Linked DNA regions of Mus musculus: all the other regions are linked to region 1. The links are chromatin contacts, called in public ChIA-PET, Hi-C, HiChIP or PLAC-seq and promoter capture Hi-C maps. All regions are on one chromosome and are shown on one strand. The core of a region is the stretch at or near the end of the contact, and the rest is flanking DNA. Distances in the headings are between cores, read along the strand shown.

Region 1 (2,700 bases), core at 100-2,599:
GGCAGAGCCTGCTCCCAATGGTCTTCTTTCCAAGCTTTCCTAGAAGTGGTCTTGCCAGAATACCTTTTGTCGGTGTCCAAGAGGGAGACTGGTGCCAACTTTCTAATGCTACTCACTGCCAGATCATCTTTCTCCTCTTCCCCTTCATCAAACCTGTCAATCACTCTGGCTCTAGTGGCTGTTGGGGAGGGAGAAAAATAGAATCTTAGGTTAGAAAAATACTTTAACAGGAACCCACTTAAGCCATTTCAACCCCACACCCCACCTTCCTGTACTAGGTGAGTACTCTTAGTACTGGGCTCCACCCCAGCCCTTGATTCATTGTGTCCTCTATAACATAACATAACTAACTTACAGGAATAGGGAGTTGACTTCTGGTTTCTAAGGAGACTGCTGTCATATTGCTATCTATTTCTAAACAGAGAGCTAACTCCCTGCAACTACTAGGAGACATGTTTTTATGCCTTGGAACTTATAAATCTAGGAACGTATAAATCTGATTCTTCCTTGCTTTTCCATGGTGTTTTTTATTGTTTTTCTTTTTCAGAGGTTCTGAAAATTAAATCCAGTGCATCAAGTGTTATCGGCTACATGCCCAGGGTCCTTAATTCTTCCTCAATATGTGACAGTCATTGGGTGCTATAGACACTCATGACACCCCTCCAGTTGTCTTTCTCACACCTCCCTGACCCAAGTCTAAAGCACAATTACTCCCAGCCGGTCTCAGAACAGGTTTATGAAGAATCAGTCTGTCATCAGAATGTGGACAAATGGCTTAAGGCCTAAATAAACATGGCTAAACAGCATCGGGTAATCATTTTCATTCTCATGAAGATTTTAGAAGCAGTCAGTTTCAAACACACAAAAACCTGAAACTCATCAGGCTTCTTTCTCCTTTCGAAGGTAATACCAAGAAAAGTGGCATCCTAAACTGCTGCCAGCCGGCTGCCTGCAACTCCCCGCCAGGGTCCTGATGTCCCGCCCACCCCCAGAGTCTAGAATGCTGGATTACTGCTCACGCCACCCTCCCAAGAGACAATTTTCCCCCAGCGAAAAGGGAAGGCGAGCAGGTCCAAGCACCAGCGGCCCTTGAAGTCGGAGCCACTGCTCTGCACGTGGTTAGCCCCAGTCAGGCCTCACCCTCCTCCGGGTCGGCCTCAGGATCCGCCTCACGCGGTCTCGGATTCAGCAACTGTTCCAGCTGCAGAGCCAAGGGCTGCGGCGCCGCCATGGTCACCAGGTCACTGCCGGCGCTGCGCTCGTGAACCTGCACTGCAGCCCGAGCCCCCCGGCCCGACACTCGCAGCAGTGGCGCTACGGCCCAGACTCTACTTGGCAACTCAAGGCGGAGACCTCGCGGAGGCGGCGTTTAGAATCCCAGTAGGCAACTTCCGGGAGGCGCGCGCGCGCCGGAGGGGCGGGGCGTCGCGTCACCACTGGGCTGCTAAGCTGAGACGCAGGCGCCCGAAACCGTGGCAGGGTTGCGAGCCGCCCGAACGCGCGTGCGCCGGAGGCCCCTCGGACGCGCGGCGCGGGAGCGCGCCGGAGCACGTGACCGCTTGGAGCGAGAAAGGTTGATTGTGCTCTGAGCTGCCAGGGTCCCCTAAGCACGAAATAACGCCTCGAGCTTTGTGCGAGCTTGGTTTAGGAATTAAGCGTAAAGTAGCTGTGGCTGCTGGTGGCTGGCTGGTTTGTGAAAGGGAGTGAAGGATAAGCCTCTCAAACCTCAGGTACACACTCGAGCAAGCACAGACCCGGGACTCAAAACGGGGCTTTTCTCAGGGTAGAGGAGCCTGCGGCCAGGCACACAGCTTCGGGCCAGGATCTGAGAGGCCTGCGTGTGTTAAGTGTGCGGCGAGGTGCGATCTTTATTGATAGAAATAATTAGGAATCGCGATGGTTGTACCACAAATCAAGATTGTTTCTGTAGCTTCTTGTACCCTCTTGCCTGGGCAATCACAGGGAGGGGCAGGGGGGTAGAATTACTCTACTACAGAAGCGTTGATATTAACAGCTTTTCTGTTCAAAGATGGAGTGACTCAGTCAGACCCCCGAAACTAGTGAAGATGGGAGAAGAGAAACCCTTCACTCAGTTCTGGTATTAGATGGCCAGACTCAAAATACACAAAGACCTTAATGTGATAAATGTAATTGCACCCAGGCCCATGAAGCTATGCCATCACTTTGCATTCGTTTTTCTTTTCATGGAGCATCCCTTGACGCCCACTACTGTGGCAAGCACTGCTAGATGAAATATAGGATGTGTAAGTTAGACTCTCTCTCCACACAGTGACCAGTCTAGAAGGGCAGGAAACATGAACTGCACCGAGGAATGACAAATTTGAGTGTAAAGTGGTCTGTCTATACTGATCTGTTGGAGGTCTTCCTCCATGGAGACCTAGAATCTACTATAACAGGAAAGCTGCCTCAGAAGAATCCAGAAAAAAAAAAAAAAGAAAAAACGACTTGAATAATAGACACTGTGTCCATGCCTGTTTGTATGTTAAGACAGTCTCTTGCCTCCTACACATCATGTAATTGAAGATGACCCTGAATTTCTTGACCCTCCTGTCTCCACTGGGATTAGAGACATGTGCCTGCCACTACACCCTGTTTATTTAGAGCTAGGGGCTGAACCCAGAGTGTTCTGTACACTAAGCAGGAGCTCTTCCAGTTCTAAGTCCCCAGGCCAGTGCCATT
Region 2 (2,700 bases), core at 79-2,578, 760 kb before region 1:
GCTTTCTGGCTTTCTGATGGTGCTATGGATTTCCAGCATCAAGATCTAATGTTTCTCATTGCACTCTGGGCAGTAGCCAGGTACCCAAAACAGCAGGTCTCGTGTATAATTTTTATATCTATTTCTCCAACAAAGAATTTTCTCAAAGGCCATCTTCCCTGATTACTGTTCATTTCTTCCTATAGCTTCTACCTGGAAAAAAAAATGTGTCTGTTTGGAGCTCTGTGACCAAGAAAACAGTTGAAAATGGAGGCCATGTATGGAGATTACAAGCAGCACAGTGGAGTGGGACAAGGAGTTGTTTCTTTTAATAAATCATTAATGTAAAAGTCTCAACACTTCTTGAGTTATTTTCTTGGAGGTTGTTATGGTTTGAATATGACACGTCTCCCTGGTCCATAGTTGATTGTACTGTTTGGGAAGAAGGGGCCATGCTGGAGGAGATAGGTCAACGGGGTATTTTGTCCTGGGCTTGACATGTTTCTTGTTGTTTCCTGGTTGCTTTAGGTGAGAAGCCTCAACCAAATACCCCTGCTGTCACGATCATTCTCCTTTACTACAAAGCAGCAGATTCAGTCAAGCATAGCCTTAAACCACCTAAAATAGTGCACCAAAAAATTAATAATAATAATAATAATAATAATAATAAATCCTCCTTCCTTTAAACTGTTCCTCTCAGTTATCTAATCCTAATCGTGAAAAAGCTACTAATGTCAATACGTTAAGTTTTTGTCTTAGTCAGGGTTTCTATTCCTGCACAAACATCATGACCAAGAAGCAAGTCAGGGAGGAAAGGATTTATTCAGGTTACAATTTCCACATTGCTGTTGATCGCCAAAGGATGTCAGGACAGGAACTCAAGCAGGTCAGGAAGCAGGAGCTGATGCAGAGGACATGGAGGGATGTTACTTACTGGCTTGCTTCTTCTGGCTTGCTCAGCCTGCTCTCTTATAGAACCAAGACTACCAGCCCAGAGATGGTCCCACCCACAAGGGGCCCTTCTCCCTTGATCACTAATTGAGAAAATGCTCCACAGCTGGATCTCATGGAGGCACTTACTTCCCCAACTGAAGCTCCTTTCTCTGTGATAACTCCAGCTTGTGTCCTATCAGAACATCAAGAGTAGAAGGAAGCCATATAGCTCACTTTTCTGTCACTGCCATGTAGAAGAGTGCTCTCCAACTCCAGCCAGAATCTGAAACTCTAGCAACGTCAGCCCTGCCCAAGAGCAAACTTTCTGAGAGGGTAAGGGGTGGTGGGTGGCCTTATTTCTGCTGCCTTTTACCTATCCTAATCACAGAACGACTTGCAACCTACAGTTCAAATGATGGCTTTCCGGAACTGGAGCACACACCCAGGCCCTGCCCCAAGCGGTGCCCCGGAAGTATTTCCCAGGCTTTCTCACGGAGGAAAAATGGCGGCGGTGCAGGTCGCCGCCTCTCTTCCTTGTGGGCAGCCGCGAGAGGCCCCGCGGGAACTGTCGCCGGAGCAGGACGATGGGTTCCGCCGCTTGTCTGCCAGGCTCCGCGCGCTGCAGCCGGATGACAGCACCGTGTCCCGCATGGAGATTCACCTGCTCTTCGACCAGCTCATCTCCGAGAACTACAGCGAGGGCGGCGGCGTGGCCCCCGAGGTAGGCGGCGCGCCTCATCCTGCCCGGACAACGGCTGGTTCCTCCCTCCGGCCCCTCCGGCTCTCACCCACGTCCCGGATGACTTAGTTCCAGGCTGGCTTTCTCCCTCGGTCCGTGCCATATCTCTCTGCCCTCCATCTGAAAGCTTGCAAGCCAGCATCTTTTCAAAGGCTTCTGCTCTGACGCCCTCAGCTGCCATCCCTGGTGAGCGACTCCGGGAATGTCGGAGCGAGGGTAGTCTTAGTTGATTTCGCTGATGTACGCACTGAAGCTCACAAGAGATCCAGCGTCACGGTTTGGGCAAATGGCAGAGCTAGATTGGAACCTAAATTTGTCGTAAGGCCTGTATTTTCTGTTTTGTTTCGGCACTAGCTCTCGTTTGCTTCCACTTCTCCTGTCAGGATCATCTCATTCATACACATCCGCTCTTGTATATCACTGATTCCCAGAACCCCTGAGCCAGTCCTACCTGCGAGCATCTCAAACTTGATAGCTCGTATAGATGAATACATTGTCTCCCATACTCCTAATCCCCTATTCATTCTACCCTACCCCACCCCAAATACACACAAGGCATGCACACTGCTTCTTTTCTTTACCCTGGAGCCTGTTGGATTAAAATTCTTCAGTCTGTCTCAAACATGTTTCTCAGTTCACACTCTTCTCTCCCTAGTCTCTCACTGATCTTCCTCTATTCTAGCCCCATTCCAGACTATTCTTTGCCAGAGTCTGCTATTGGAAAAACAAAAACAAAAAACAAACAAAACGCATACAAGTGTACGCATAATCAGAGATTTTCTATGTATATTGGCAAATGGCAGAAGCAAGCGGCCAAACAGTAAGAGAAAAATATGGGGCTTAAGGATGTAAAGGGGAAAAGAATCCCGAGCAGCTCACCACGGATAAGGGAGCAGAGTGGAACTAAGTGAAATTAAGGGAGCTTTTTATTTATATACTTGGCTATTTTGCACAACAACAACAACAAAATGTGTGCCTTTCCATTCTTCTCTCCTTGTTCTCCTCTTGGGTTCAGTCACTTGGCACTTGGTGCCTCGGGTTCAGGCACC
Region 3 (2,700 bases), core at 71-2,570, 720 kb after region 1:
AGTGTTCACACTCAAACGTGGGGGAGAGGAAAAGGGAGGCTCCGAGTCCATAAAGTTCTCCTCCCTCTCAGAACACTGCAAAAATTGTCCACGTCTATGAACACTTACCCTTGAAACTCCTTGGAGAGCAACTTGGGACTTTCTGTGCAGATTTTTGAGAGGGAGCGACGCAAGAATGCTGCAAAATCGCACTTTTCATACACATTGGTATAATTCAGATTTCTACTTCTTGCTTTCAGGGAATTTCACTGCGTCCTTTCTAAAGATCCAGTCTATTACTAATCTATTAGTAAAATTCCCAATTTAACCCAAAGTGTAAACCGAAAAACCAAAACAAACCTAGAAACCACACAAAAAAGCTTTCAAGGATATGCAAATGAAGCCCACAGACCATTTTCATTAAGCCCTAACTAAATCATTTCGGATTGAAAGAAAGGAAAGGGACGAAACTCGGATTAGAGAAGGGAGGGGAAAAAAAAAAGAAAAAGAAAGAAAGCAGTTACTCGGGTAAAGAGGATCGACGAGATGACAAAGTAGGGAGAATTAGGGGTGGAGCGGAACAAAAAAGTCCAGCTGATACAAACACTAGAGAAGACAGAAAATACCCCAGCGACTAGAGGACCGGGTGGGACTCGGCTGGGTCAGGCATTCCCGCAGGCCTACCCTGGGGCCCCTAAGGGGATGGCGGATAGCTCTCACACAAGAACCCCCCCGGGCCGCACAGACCGGGAGGCAGACGCGGGGGTGGCGGCGTATCGGAAAGCGGCCACCGCAGCCGACGCTACCTCGAGAGCTACAGGCCGGGCCGTGGACGTGGAAGGGGGTGCGGCCCAGGAGCAGCGGCGGGGTCCGATAGAACAGATCGCCTGTACCTTGTAGTAAACGTCGAACTGGATATTCTCCGGCAAGGAGCGGATGTCGCGGCGCGAGCGGATGTAGTTGTCCACGACAGCGGAGATGGCGGTGTTGTAGAGCGTCTCCGGGATCCACTCGAGCTCCACGGCCGCCATCTTCCCTCGCTCCTCCTCCGCCTCCTCCCGCAGGCCTCCGCCTCCCTCCGTAGCGAACCCGTGTGAGGCTCCGGAGGCTTCCGAGGGGCGGCGACCACGCGGGCGAGCGGGCGTGCGCGCGCCTCTCGGACCCGGCTGCCGGGCCTCTGCGTGCGCGCGCGGCCTGAGGGCAGATGGTGCTGGCGGTAGCGGCGGTAGCGGCGGCCACGGAAGATCCGGACGAACGCAGACCACGACCGTACCGAGAGCCTCACATTCCCAACAGGAGAGCGAGCCCAGTTCCGTCCAGGCTCTCAGCTCTGCATGGGCGGGGCTGCGTGTGTGCGTCATGACGTCAACGCGCGACGCGCCGACGCGCCCGGGAAGGAATGCGGCAGGCGGAAAACTTGCGGAGAAAGAGCGCGGAGCGTCTGAGGGGCGCTGGGTGCTTGTTCCTAAAGGACGAGACACCGGGGAAGCTGGGCGGTAGTTGGAGTGGTGTTTTATCCAGCGTGCTGTGGCTCTCCAACACAGTCTCGTTTCAGTGAGTTTTTCGACGACAGCCCTCTTCAACTTTAAGAATTGATCTTTTAGATCAACGAACTTTAGGACTGATCTTTTTTTCACAAAAGTGCACAGCACGGACGGGGCATGGTGGTGCACTTGGAATGGATCGCTTGGGAGGCAGAGGCAGGGGTATCTCCTGAGGTCAAGGTCTATGGAGTGAGACCCTGTCTCAAACAAAGAAAATCTATATTGAGGGATGTGGTGGCCCATCACTTTTATCCCAGCACTGCAGAGACAGAGGCAGGTGGATTTCTGTGAGCTCCAGGCCAGCCTGGTCTACAGTGTGAGTTCCAGGCCTGTCCCTCTTGCTCTGGCCCTGTTGTCTCCTGCTCTACTCGCTCAGCCCTAGCTCATAGATTCTTTTTCATTGGGGATGGTTGTGAGCCACCATGTAGTTGCTGGGATTTGAACTCATGACCTCCGGAAGAGCAGTCGGTGCTCTTAATCAACTGAGCCATCTCACCAGCCCCTATCCAATTTTATTTTATTTTAAATTTTGGTTTTTCGAGACAGGGTTTCTCTGTATAGCCCTGGCTGTCTTGGAACTCACTTTGTAGACCAGGCTGGCCTCGAACTCAGAAATCTGCCTACCTCTGCCTCCCGAGTGCTGGGACAATTTTCTTTTTTCTTTTTTTTTAAAAGAAGAAAAATTTGTTTAACATGCCCTGGCTCTCCTAGAACTTTATCTGTAGACCAGGCTAGCCTCAAGTCACAGAGATCTTGCTGCCTCTGCCTCGCTAGTGCTGGGATCAAAGGTAGTTGCCAGCATTTTTTTACTGAGCAATCATTCAAGCCCCGTTTCCCCATTTTTGCATTGAAAAAAAAAAGAATCTATTAAATGTTTTGGCTTGCCTACCAAATTCTTCTAGTAGTCTGAGAATGCATGTCAAACAAATGGAGAAATGCACTTTAAATCCAGTGAAACTGATTAACCATACACACATTTAAACTTCTTCAGTCCTGTGATTTCTTAGGCTATAATTGACAAACCTGGGAAAGCTGTAGTCAGCCTCAAAATAGGGTTGACAGATTTATCAAGTTTAAAAAAAAAACATAGAAACCTCTAAAACACCCTTTGATTGATTGATTGATGATTGATTTTGAGTCAGGGTCCTACTTATGGGCATGGCTGGCCTGGAACAAT
Region 4 (2,700 bases), core at 93-2,592, 570 kb before region 1:
GAAAGTCTCACTAGAACTGAACTTTCCCCCTCTCCTCTCTATATCATAGATCTATCCACAAATGATATGGACATATGATGTTTGAGTCTATGCATTGTATTATTTATATTTTGATGTCTCCCAGTTTTGTTTCTCCAGCCTTCAGTCCTGAGCTTCAGACTCTTGGGTCCAAGTACCTAATTGGATGTCTTCACTTAATCAAGTAGAGATCTACATGTCTACAAACGTAACAATTCCATGATTCTCATTCTCACCAAAAGGCTGCTCTTCCTTTCTTCTTAGTTCAGTAAATGGCATGCCATCATCCCAGCTCAAACCACAATATTTAGCTACCTCTGGATCCATTTCCTCACCCTACACAAACTCCATCAGGTACATTAAACTCTATATCCAAACTGTAGCCCAAATCCATCCACATTTGAATAGCTATCAACCCAGATAAAAGCAACAGCTACTTTAGTCTCCATTTCTACTCTTATCTGTTCCATGTCCCTTCTCCAAATAACTCCAAATAATCATGTATGGCCCTTTCACGAATTCATTCATCAAACATTTATGGAAAGCAAACAGAACCAGGGATACAATCATAAAGCAAAAATAGATCTTCATGTTTGTGGACTTACATTCCAGAAGACAGGTTATACAAAACTTAAAAAGTCGAGTAGTTCAAACACAATGAGAATGAATCTAAAAATCAAATGGGATAAACTAAGATAGTTGCTCCTTCCATGAATTTTGGTTTTGCAGCATGTTTAGATTAAAACCTAAATACTTCATCATGCCCTTGTTACAGCGTTGAGACCTGGTTTGTTTGCCCCTGTAAGCTTAGCTCCAGCTACTCCAATTTTCTTTCCTTTCTTCATTTCTTCCTTCATCCCTCCCCCCACCCACCCCCTTTTCCTTCTTTCTGTGGCACTGGAGAGCAACTCAGATCGGCTTCTGTTCTAACAAGGTTTCAGATCCGTTTCCTTCTTCAGATGGGTTTTCTCTTCCCTGGAATGCTGTTCCCATGTCTTGGGAAAGTGGCCCCTTCTCAGTTCAAATTTGATTGAATTTAACCAATCTAACTAAACTAGCTTCTACCCCTTCTCAACCCATCACAGCTTTTAATTTGCCTCACGATGCTTTCCATTTTCCTCAGTTACAGTAACTGGTTAATAGTATCTCTGTCCTTTCTAAACGGTAACCGAAAATGCAGAATATTGGCGTGTTGCTCATCAAACTATCACTAAACGTCTAGCACACTCCCACGCACAAGAAGCGTCGATTTTGGATTTTGTGAACGAATTCCCAGCTCACACGTTTTCCACGCCTATCACAGCCAGGCTCCGCCTCCTGGAGCGACTTCCGCTACGGCCTGTGCGGAAGCAGTCGCGGATAGAAAGTGGTAAACGCAGGCGCCGGGAGGCCGTGGGGCCTTCTGGGTAAAGATGGATTCCTACGACCTGTTTCGCCGGCTTGGAGCCGGCGCCAAGTTCGACGTGAAGCGCTTCTCAGCAGACGCTACTCGATTCCAGGTACTTTCTGTACGCGGGGAGCCGCGTGACCGAGAAGGGGCGGGATCCGGAGATTGAGACCGCCGCCAACCGGGCAGCCGGCGCGCTGGAGACCCCGAGGCCAGGCTCCGATCACCCCCAAGCATTTCCCTCCTGGGATTTAGCTTAACCTAAGATTTACCCCAGACTTCTGAAGGACTGTTTACTGAGCCCCGGTAGACTCAGTTGAGCCTGGCACAGACATTTTGATTCCCAGGTATCTTACTTTACTCACAAAGTTGGAATCCTTTCCGAGACCCCTCTTAGAAACTAAGAAAGCACGCTTTCACTGTAAGCTACCCAAGTTTGACTTAATGTACAGATAGCTGTACTGCAGTGGAGAGTTGGGGTGTTTTGTTTTGTTTTTTCATCACTCTAACCAACCACATTTTAAGTAGCCAACCAAAAGTGTGATCCTGATATGCGGGGGGTTTCTTAAAGAAGTAGTGAGCATGAAAGGAAGTCAGTTGGGACTCACTTGTGAAACATTTTAAACATAAGCCTTACTGTAAAATACAGCCTTTGTGGAGGGTGATGTCTGTGTTTCTTCGTCCTGACTGCAGTGTTGTGGTTACATTTGAACCCTGGAGCAGGGATTTCTGGGATCAAATGCAGGGCCTGCTAGTGAATACTTCTGAGATCTTCACTAAGTTACTTGCTGGTGCCTGGATTTTTTTTTCCCCTCTTCTGTCTCACTGCTATTTACCTTGTAGGGTTGGTGTGAGGATGAAGTAATTTAATATCTAATAAATATCCTTGACGTGTAGTAAATGTATATAAATATTCATTGTTGTTGTTGATAGGATTCTGTTTGCCTAAACACACTACTTAGCTCAACAGAATCTTGTTTGAAAAGGTTAAAAAGGCGAATTACTGAACCTGCGTCCTCCGTACAGCCAGTCACGGTTGGATGGAAACAGTTCTGGCAGTAAATTTCATTTAAAACTTTTGGGGTTTTAGGTAGGAAAAAGGAAATTCGATTCCGAGTCTTTGGAGGTCCTGAAGGGACTAGACTTCTTCGGAAACAAGAAGTCCGTCTCAGATGAATGTGGAGCATTGCAAATACACCAGGAGCCCCCAAATGAGGAGAAAACACAAGGGGTCCTGTTGGAAAGGAGTAAGGAGCCCAAGAAGAAAAAGAGAAAGAAGATGACTTCAGGTTAGT
Region 5 (2,700 bases), core at 81-2,580, 550 kb before region 1:
TTTGTTCTTGCAGAGAGTTGAGTCAGTGTATATCCTGAAGTGGGTATACACTTGAAACCATTGCGGCTGCATTTTCATTTTAGACCTTCAGCTTTTCCTGTGTTTTAAGAGTAAAAGTGCCTATCTCTGTGTCTGAAGCTTTGTATGCTAACAGCACCACTCTTTAGCAACTAACGGCAGTGATGAAGTATAGAAACGATTATGTGGTATGGGGCTGTGATCTCAAAGCATCCTAACAAGACTCTTAACACAGGTGGGGAGTGTCCTTGGACGGATGCAGATAGAGATGGTAACAGATCGTGTTGATAATCCCCATTCAGTTATTTTCTCTTTATTTTTTCTGAGCAACCACCCAGTCCATGAAGTAGCTACAAAACTTGTATCAGCTTTTTTTTTAAAAAAAGGGTCAGGAATGGATTTAAACTCCTATACATATCAGTAAGGACTCTCCTATATAAATGCTAGCTTTGACCAGGGAAGAGGAAAAGTGAAATAGTAAACAAGACCAAACAAGGAAAACAGATCTCACAAATAGTGGGCGTGGTCCTAGTTAAAGGACCAAGGACTTTGAGGACATATTGGTGTGGACACACTGCAGCTCCAAGATCTGAGCATATTACAAGAACTTCTTTCAAGATTTTTTTTTCTCATTTCTAAAATAGCAGTAATAACTCAGGGACATCAGACTATTAAATGCACATAAAACTGGTCTAGTAAACTAATAACCTATTATAATTGTCTCAGCGAAAGCTGTAAGGCAAGAAGTGGCAGGGACTGGTTGTGATTGATCCATTATCTAAGAGCTTAACAAACTTACTTTCAACACATTTTACTTCCAGGTAGCTTGGTTAGGGTTGGAGGTGTCAAAGTAAAAATACCCTGTGTAGGTTCAGCATGTGCTCACGGTGCCTCACTATGGCAAAACCGACCACATGAGTAGGGCACCTTGGAGGATATCCTCTTCGTGTGTATTGGGTCCATGTATGCTCTAGATTGACTTAAGTAAAAGGTACTGTCAGTGTCTGTAATAGATGCTGAAGAGAGAGTGCCAAGGGAAACAGCTGTAAAGGCCCTCTAGGATCCGACTGCTGTGTAAAGGAACAGCAGAAAAGCACCTGTGTTCCATCATCTGGTTATATCAGGACCTACTGTGTGCATTAGTGCAGATCCGGGTTTGCAAACTAACTACACCAGCCGCAGTGCTGTGTCTCCTGCAGAATGCCACCGGGGCGCGCCGCTCGTGCCCGGGGGCCATGAAGTCACGTGGGCGCGCAGCCCCGCCCCGTCGTCGGCCCCGACTTGGTGGGGCGGTGTCTGCCCCGGAAGTGCCTGTCTTCGGCTGACAGCTGCTGGCGCGGCGGCGGCCCCGAGCAAGATGGCGCTGCGGCCGGGAGCCGGAGCCAGCGGCGCGGCGGGGGCGGGCGCGGGGCCCGGCGGGGCAGGCAGGTGGGTCGGCGGGGCGGGCGGAGTGGGCAGCCATGGTCGGCGGGGTGGGCAGGTGGGGCCGGGCGCAGGGGCGGCGGTTGCGGGGCGCGAGCGTCCTGGGGACCCGCGGGGAGCGCGCTCGGGTGCAGGCGCCACCGCACCTGCCGCGGGGCCTCGAGCGCCCGCGAGTCCCTGCTAGGCTTGCTGGGCTCGAGCTGCTGTCGGAGCGAAGGCTGTGACGGTCTAGTCGCAAAGCTGGAGGAACCGTTTTAAGACTGTACAGTACTGTCTTTCCTCTCATAGAGCGTCCTGTCCAGTCCTTTTTTCTTTTCTTCACATACAAATAGAAAAATCTGAAGACCTTTGAATTAGTAATTGTCTTGAGATAAAGCCCGTTTAGTAGAAAAAAACATTTGTCTGACTCCTTTTAAAATAGACATTTTGAAACAAAGAAAATTCACTGACCAAGAGCAGTATGCTCCTCTTAAAACAAAAGCTTCCAGACTTTATTGAGCTCCTTTTAAAAATAAAAATCTGCTCTTTGTTCTATTTCAGATAATTTTTAGGCTATGCTCCCTGTATCCAGAATGGTAAAGGGGTGTTTGTAACTCAAGTTCATTTTCATTTGACAAAATGTTTGATTCCAGAAAGTCTGCTCCCCTTTCTATCATGACTCAGTTTGTGTTTATTTAATTAGCTGACATATAGCACACACATTCCGAGATAAAATTAGCTTTTATTTTTAAATATCCTAAGTTATCTTTGGAAAGCGAAGTATTTGGGTTTTTTTTTTAATGTATAGTTTAATTTTGGAATCACCTACACTTCAAATGTGTAAAAGATTTTAAAGTAACCGTCTCCTTCAGGTGCATATTGTGAATACACACACACACACTCATTCACGGAAGGAAAAAAAGCAGTCACTTGAATAAAGCAACGGTGTGTGGCCAGGTTTTCTGCTTCCTCTACAGTCTTTGACTTTAAACTTAAAACATTTTCCTTCCTCCTCTGGTTTTGTCACTGTTTCGTTGGGGTCTTTCATTAGTGAGCATTAGAAATTGCTTTTGCCTGCAGAATATATACAGGATGACAATTTCTAAAGTGGCATTCTATTAATCTAATCAAATGTATGAGTAATAATGGGACCAGTCCTAGAAATTTTCAAAGAATTTCATGTTTTAGGCACAAATGTTTTCAAAAAAAAAAAAAAGGAAGACCCCCTGGGCACAGAAAAATTCAGTGTGTTGCTCAGTTTGGTTTGTAGTATTTTAATGC
Region 6 (2,700 bases), core at 57-2,556, 630 kb after region 1:
ATAATGTCTGGCCACTAATCTGCTTAATGTTTTTCACTTCTTACCAAGAAAATCCATTAAACATCAAAGAGAACTACAAGCACCACACAGACACACTCTCAAATCTCAGTCATGAAAAATTAAGTCACATTCCGGCCATAAACTGTGCAAGACACTTCCAGTTAGCACGAGCTTTACACTGACAATCGTATCAGAGTAAGTGGTAGGGGGTTGGGGGCTATTAACAACACAGTGTGAATCAGAGCCAAGAGCAGCAGCCGTTGACAGCAAGGCCAGTCTCTGAAGGGAGCTGTAATACAGTATCACAATGCTGGGTTTCCGAATGCCATTTTAAGGGAGCGAGGGGGTAAGAACTGGGAATCAAGTGTACTAAAACCGTCTGATCAATGTCCGAGGAGAGGAAACCTAAGACAAGGTCTTATGAACATCAGCTGTCTAATCTGTTCTCACCTTAAACACAACTTCACTTTCAGGTCGTTCTTAATCAAAGTCAACCGCTCAAAGGGTGAAGGATGGCAGGAGTAAATGGAAGGATAGTCATCGCCCTCAACAGAGAGGCAAAGACCCTGGGAAAACCAGAGGCTCCCTAATAGAAAAGGACTTCCAGGAGCAAAACAGAACGCCCTGTCTTCTCCTCCAGCCAATGCTGTTAGAAACCAGATTAGGATGTTGTCGGAGGCTTTTTTTTTTTTTTTTAAATGAAAGAGTGATATGAGAAAATGGCACTGAAGGATGAGGGGGCCTGGAAGGGTTGAGCCACCCAAGAACCGATGGTCAGGGCTTCCCTGCACCTAAACAAGATAACAACGCCAACCGAGTGCACCGGCAATGGCCAGCCAGCGCCCGGTACCCCCGTCACTGCCAAAGCTTCGCCCCCTCCCCTAGTGCCCCAATTCCCACACCCCGCTTCCCCTTCCACCTCCCTGCCCTCGATATTCCCACGGCTGGCCTCCCGGGTCCTTCGCCAGGCACCCCACGCCCCAGCCTCCTCTCCCTCCGGCCACCCACCCCTGGGCGCTCCGCGCTGGCCTCCCCGCAGCTCACTCGACCCCTCCCCCTCACCTCTCCTCAGCGCCTCCTCGTAGCTGAGGAATCCGATCCGTGACTCCTTGGCGCCCATGCTCCCCTCATCCCCTCGGCCGGGGGTCGGAGCCTGCTTTCGCCCCCACCCCCCTCCCGCCTCCTTCGCGGCGTCGCCGGCTGACGGTGTCGGCGTCCCCGGCCCCCTCCTCCCCCAACACTAACAAGTGCGGCTTCTGCCCCAGCGACTCCTCCCGGCCGCCGCCGCCGCCTCCATGCCGAGTCACGTGACCCGCTCCCACCCCGCCCCCTTCCCCTCCCTCCTACTCCGCCCTTCTCCTCTCTCTCCTCCCTTCGCGTCTCGCCTCACTCCTCCTCTCCTCCCTTCCGCCCCCACCCCGCCCTCCCGCCAGCACCGCCGCGGGTCACCTGACCCAAGGCCCGGGACGGTTCCGGGTAATGGCCGCCGGGGGGCCACGCTCCGCCCCACCCCACGCTAAGAGCGCGCAGGGGGGGCGGGGCGGCCTCGCCACACGTAGCACGTCATCCCTATCTTCCTGCCAATCCTAGGCCTCGAATCCCGCCGCGGCGCTCAGCTGGCCAAGAGGGCAGTGACTTCCGGGGCGCCCGAGGACGGGTCTTCCCGCCCCCCACGTTCTGGCGTTCGACGGGCGGGGCCGGAGCGATGACGGTTGGTGCTGCGGTGGCCGCGACCCACCTTGGAAGACTAGGGGAATGTTAGGGAGCAGGGGGGGTCTGAGGAAAGCGGTGCGGGCGACAAAAGGAGCGGGCAGGCGGGGGACCCCTAACGTTCGGGGGATGTTGGCAGAAGTGGAAGATGAGACTCACGGCTTCTCTGAGAAGATACCTCTTTTTCCTTCTAGAGATGGAGCCTCAGGACAGGGCAGTGGACCTTGTCGCAGTATTTTACTTTCTACGCCTTCCCATTCTCCAAACGCGGCTGCCTTAGCTTTTCTTTCAGAGGCCCAAGCCACTATGTTGGTCCATTTTTCCCTCTGAACCTGTTGCCTCCCTCCCCCAATTTTTTTAAGCCGCATTAGATGTTTTGTTTTGGGTGTTTGTTTCTGACGCAGGGTTCTGCTTTGTAACCCAGGCTGTCCTCGAACTTGTAGATTCGCGTGCCTCAGTTTCCCATGTACTGGTTCTACAAGAAACACCACACCCAGCCCTGCCACCTTCATGCTTCAACCAAACACTTGCCCTCTAAAAATGAGACAGTTCAAAACTGAGTAGCTTGCTTTAAAATACATATATTTTATGTATAATACATATGTATATAGTGTGTGTGTGTGAATTTAGTAGCATTAACATTTACATCGTTATTCAGTCTTAGTTTATCTTCAGGACTACTTGATCTAGTAGAGAACTGAAACTTTCAACAGTAATGTTGGTTCATCAAGGCAACTACATTTCTCCTGTGACTGGCTTATTTCACTTAACATGGCTCATTGTGTTGTAGCATATCAGGCATGTGGTTCAGCAATTCCACTTCTCAGTATATAGTCCCGAAGTATGTCTTTAAAGGGATGTGTGAACAGCTATTTATGCACTCAGCATTTATAGTATATACAATAGTCAAAACGTTAAAAATAAATGTCATAAGTTAGTAAACAAAATGTGGTGTATAAACACAATGGAATGTTTTTCCATTTCCTTTTT

Evidence for each region. Promoter capture Hi-C pulls out the DNA fragments that hold promoters and counts their contacts. Hi-C and Micro-C count contacts between places; a contact is called where the count stands out from the background. ChIA-PET counts read pairs in DNA pulled down with a chosen protein or histone mark. HiChIP or PLAC-seq counts read pairs in DNA pulled down with a chosen protein or histone mark.
Region 2: a contact with region 1 is called in a promoter capture Hi-C map of liver, with 2.6 times the contacts expected there. The contact joins the promoter of Heatr6 here to the promoter of Aatf in region 1. A contact is called at or near these places in 2 of 39 promoter capture datasets (hippocampal neurons and liver).
Region 3: a contact with region 1 is called in an H3K27ac HiChIP or PLAC-seq map of thymic regulatory T cells, with 5 times the contacts expected there. The contact joins the promoter of Appbp2 here to the promoter of Aatf in region 1. A contact is called at or near these places in 2 of 39 promoter capture datasets (maxillary cranial neural crest and neural stem cells), 1 of 484 Hi-C or Micro-C datasets (CD4 T cells) and 2 of 115 datasets of contacts at active chromatin or transcription factors (memory CD8 T cells and thymic regulatory T cells).
Region 4: a Hi-C map of CD8 T cells shows a contact between it and region 1, with 4 times the contacts expected there. The contact joins the promoter of Ddx52 here to the promoter of Aatf in region 1. A contact is called at or near these places in 1 of 39 promoter capture datasets (cranial neural crest), 3 of 484 Hi-C or Micro-C datasets (CD4 T cells, CD8 T cells and embryonic stem cells) and 1 of 115 datasets of contacts at active chromatin or transcription factors (stem cell-derived neural progenitor cells).
Region 5: a contact with region 1 is called in an RNA polymerase II ChIA-PET map of memory CD8 T cells, with 5 read pairs. The contact joins the promoter of Synrg here to the promoter of Aatf in region 1. A contact is called at or near these places in 1 of 39 promoter capture datasets (frontonasal cranial neural crest), 1 of 484 Hi-C or Micro-C datasets (CD4 T cells), 1 of 115 datasets of contacts at active chromatin or transcription factors (memory CD8 T cells) and 1 of 9 other capture datasets (adipose tissue).
Region 6: a contact with region 1 is called in a promoter capture Hi-C map of liver, with 3 times the contacts expected there. The contact joins the promoter of Usp32 here to the promoter of Aatf in region 1. A contact is called at or near these places in 3 of 39 promoter capture datasets (liver and pre-B cells).

Annotation. Positions count from the first base shown.
Region 1 is chr11:84,512,152-84,514,851 of GRCm38.p6, forward strand. Aatf (apoptosis antagonizing transcription factor) reads right to left here and starts at 1,350. Exons shown (of 13, transcript NM_019816.1): 1 at 1,141-1,350; 2 at 1-178. The coding sequence starts at 1,231.
Region 2 is chr11:83,752,309-83,755,008 of GRCm38.p6, forward strand. It overlaps Heatr6 (HEAT repeat containing 6), which reads left to right and starts at 1,329. Exons shown (of 20, transcript NM_145432.3): 1 at 1,329-1,633. The coding sequence starts at 1,415. It overlaps Wfdc21 (WAP four-disulfide core domain 21), which reads left to right. Exons shown (of 3, transcript NM_183249.2): 3 at 186-338.
Region 3 is chr11:85,233,800-85,236,499 of GRCm38.p6, forward strand. It overlaps Appbp2 (amyloid beta precursor protein (cytoplasmic tail) binding protein 2), which reads right to left and starts at 1,321. Exons shown (of 13, transcript NM_025825.3): 1 at 873-1,321. The coding sequence starts at 1,010. Appbp2os (amyloid beta precursor protein (cytoplasmic tail) binding protein 2, opposite strand) reads left to right here and starts at 1,367. Exons shown (of 4, transcript NR_028329.1): 1 at 1,367-1,533.
Region 4 is chr11:83,940,748-83,943,447 of GRCm38.p6, forward strand. Ddx52 (DExD box helicase 52) reads left to right here and starts at 1,343. Exons shown (of 15, transcript NM_030096.2): 1 at 1,343-1,517; 2 at 2,496-2,694. The coding sequence starts at 1,431.
Region 5 is chr11:83,963,101-83,965,800 of GRCm38.p6, forward strand. Synrg (synergin, gamma) reads left to right here and starts at 1,331. Exons shown (of 20, transcript NM_194341.2): 1 at 1,331-1,446. The coding sequence starts at 1,376.
Region 6 is chr11:85,138,649-85,141,348 of GRCm38.p6, forward strand. Usp32 (ubiquitin specific peptidase 32) reads right to left here and starts at 1,307. Exons shown (of 34, transcript NM_001029934.1): 1 at 1,063-1,307. The coding sequence starts at 1,120. It also overlaps a transcript of 1700125H20Rik not described here.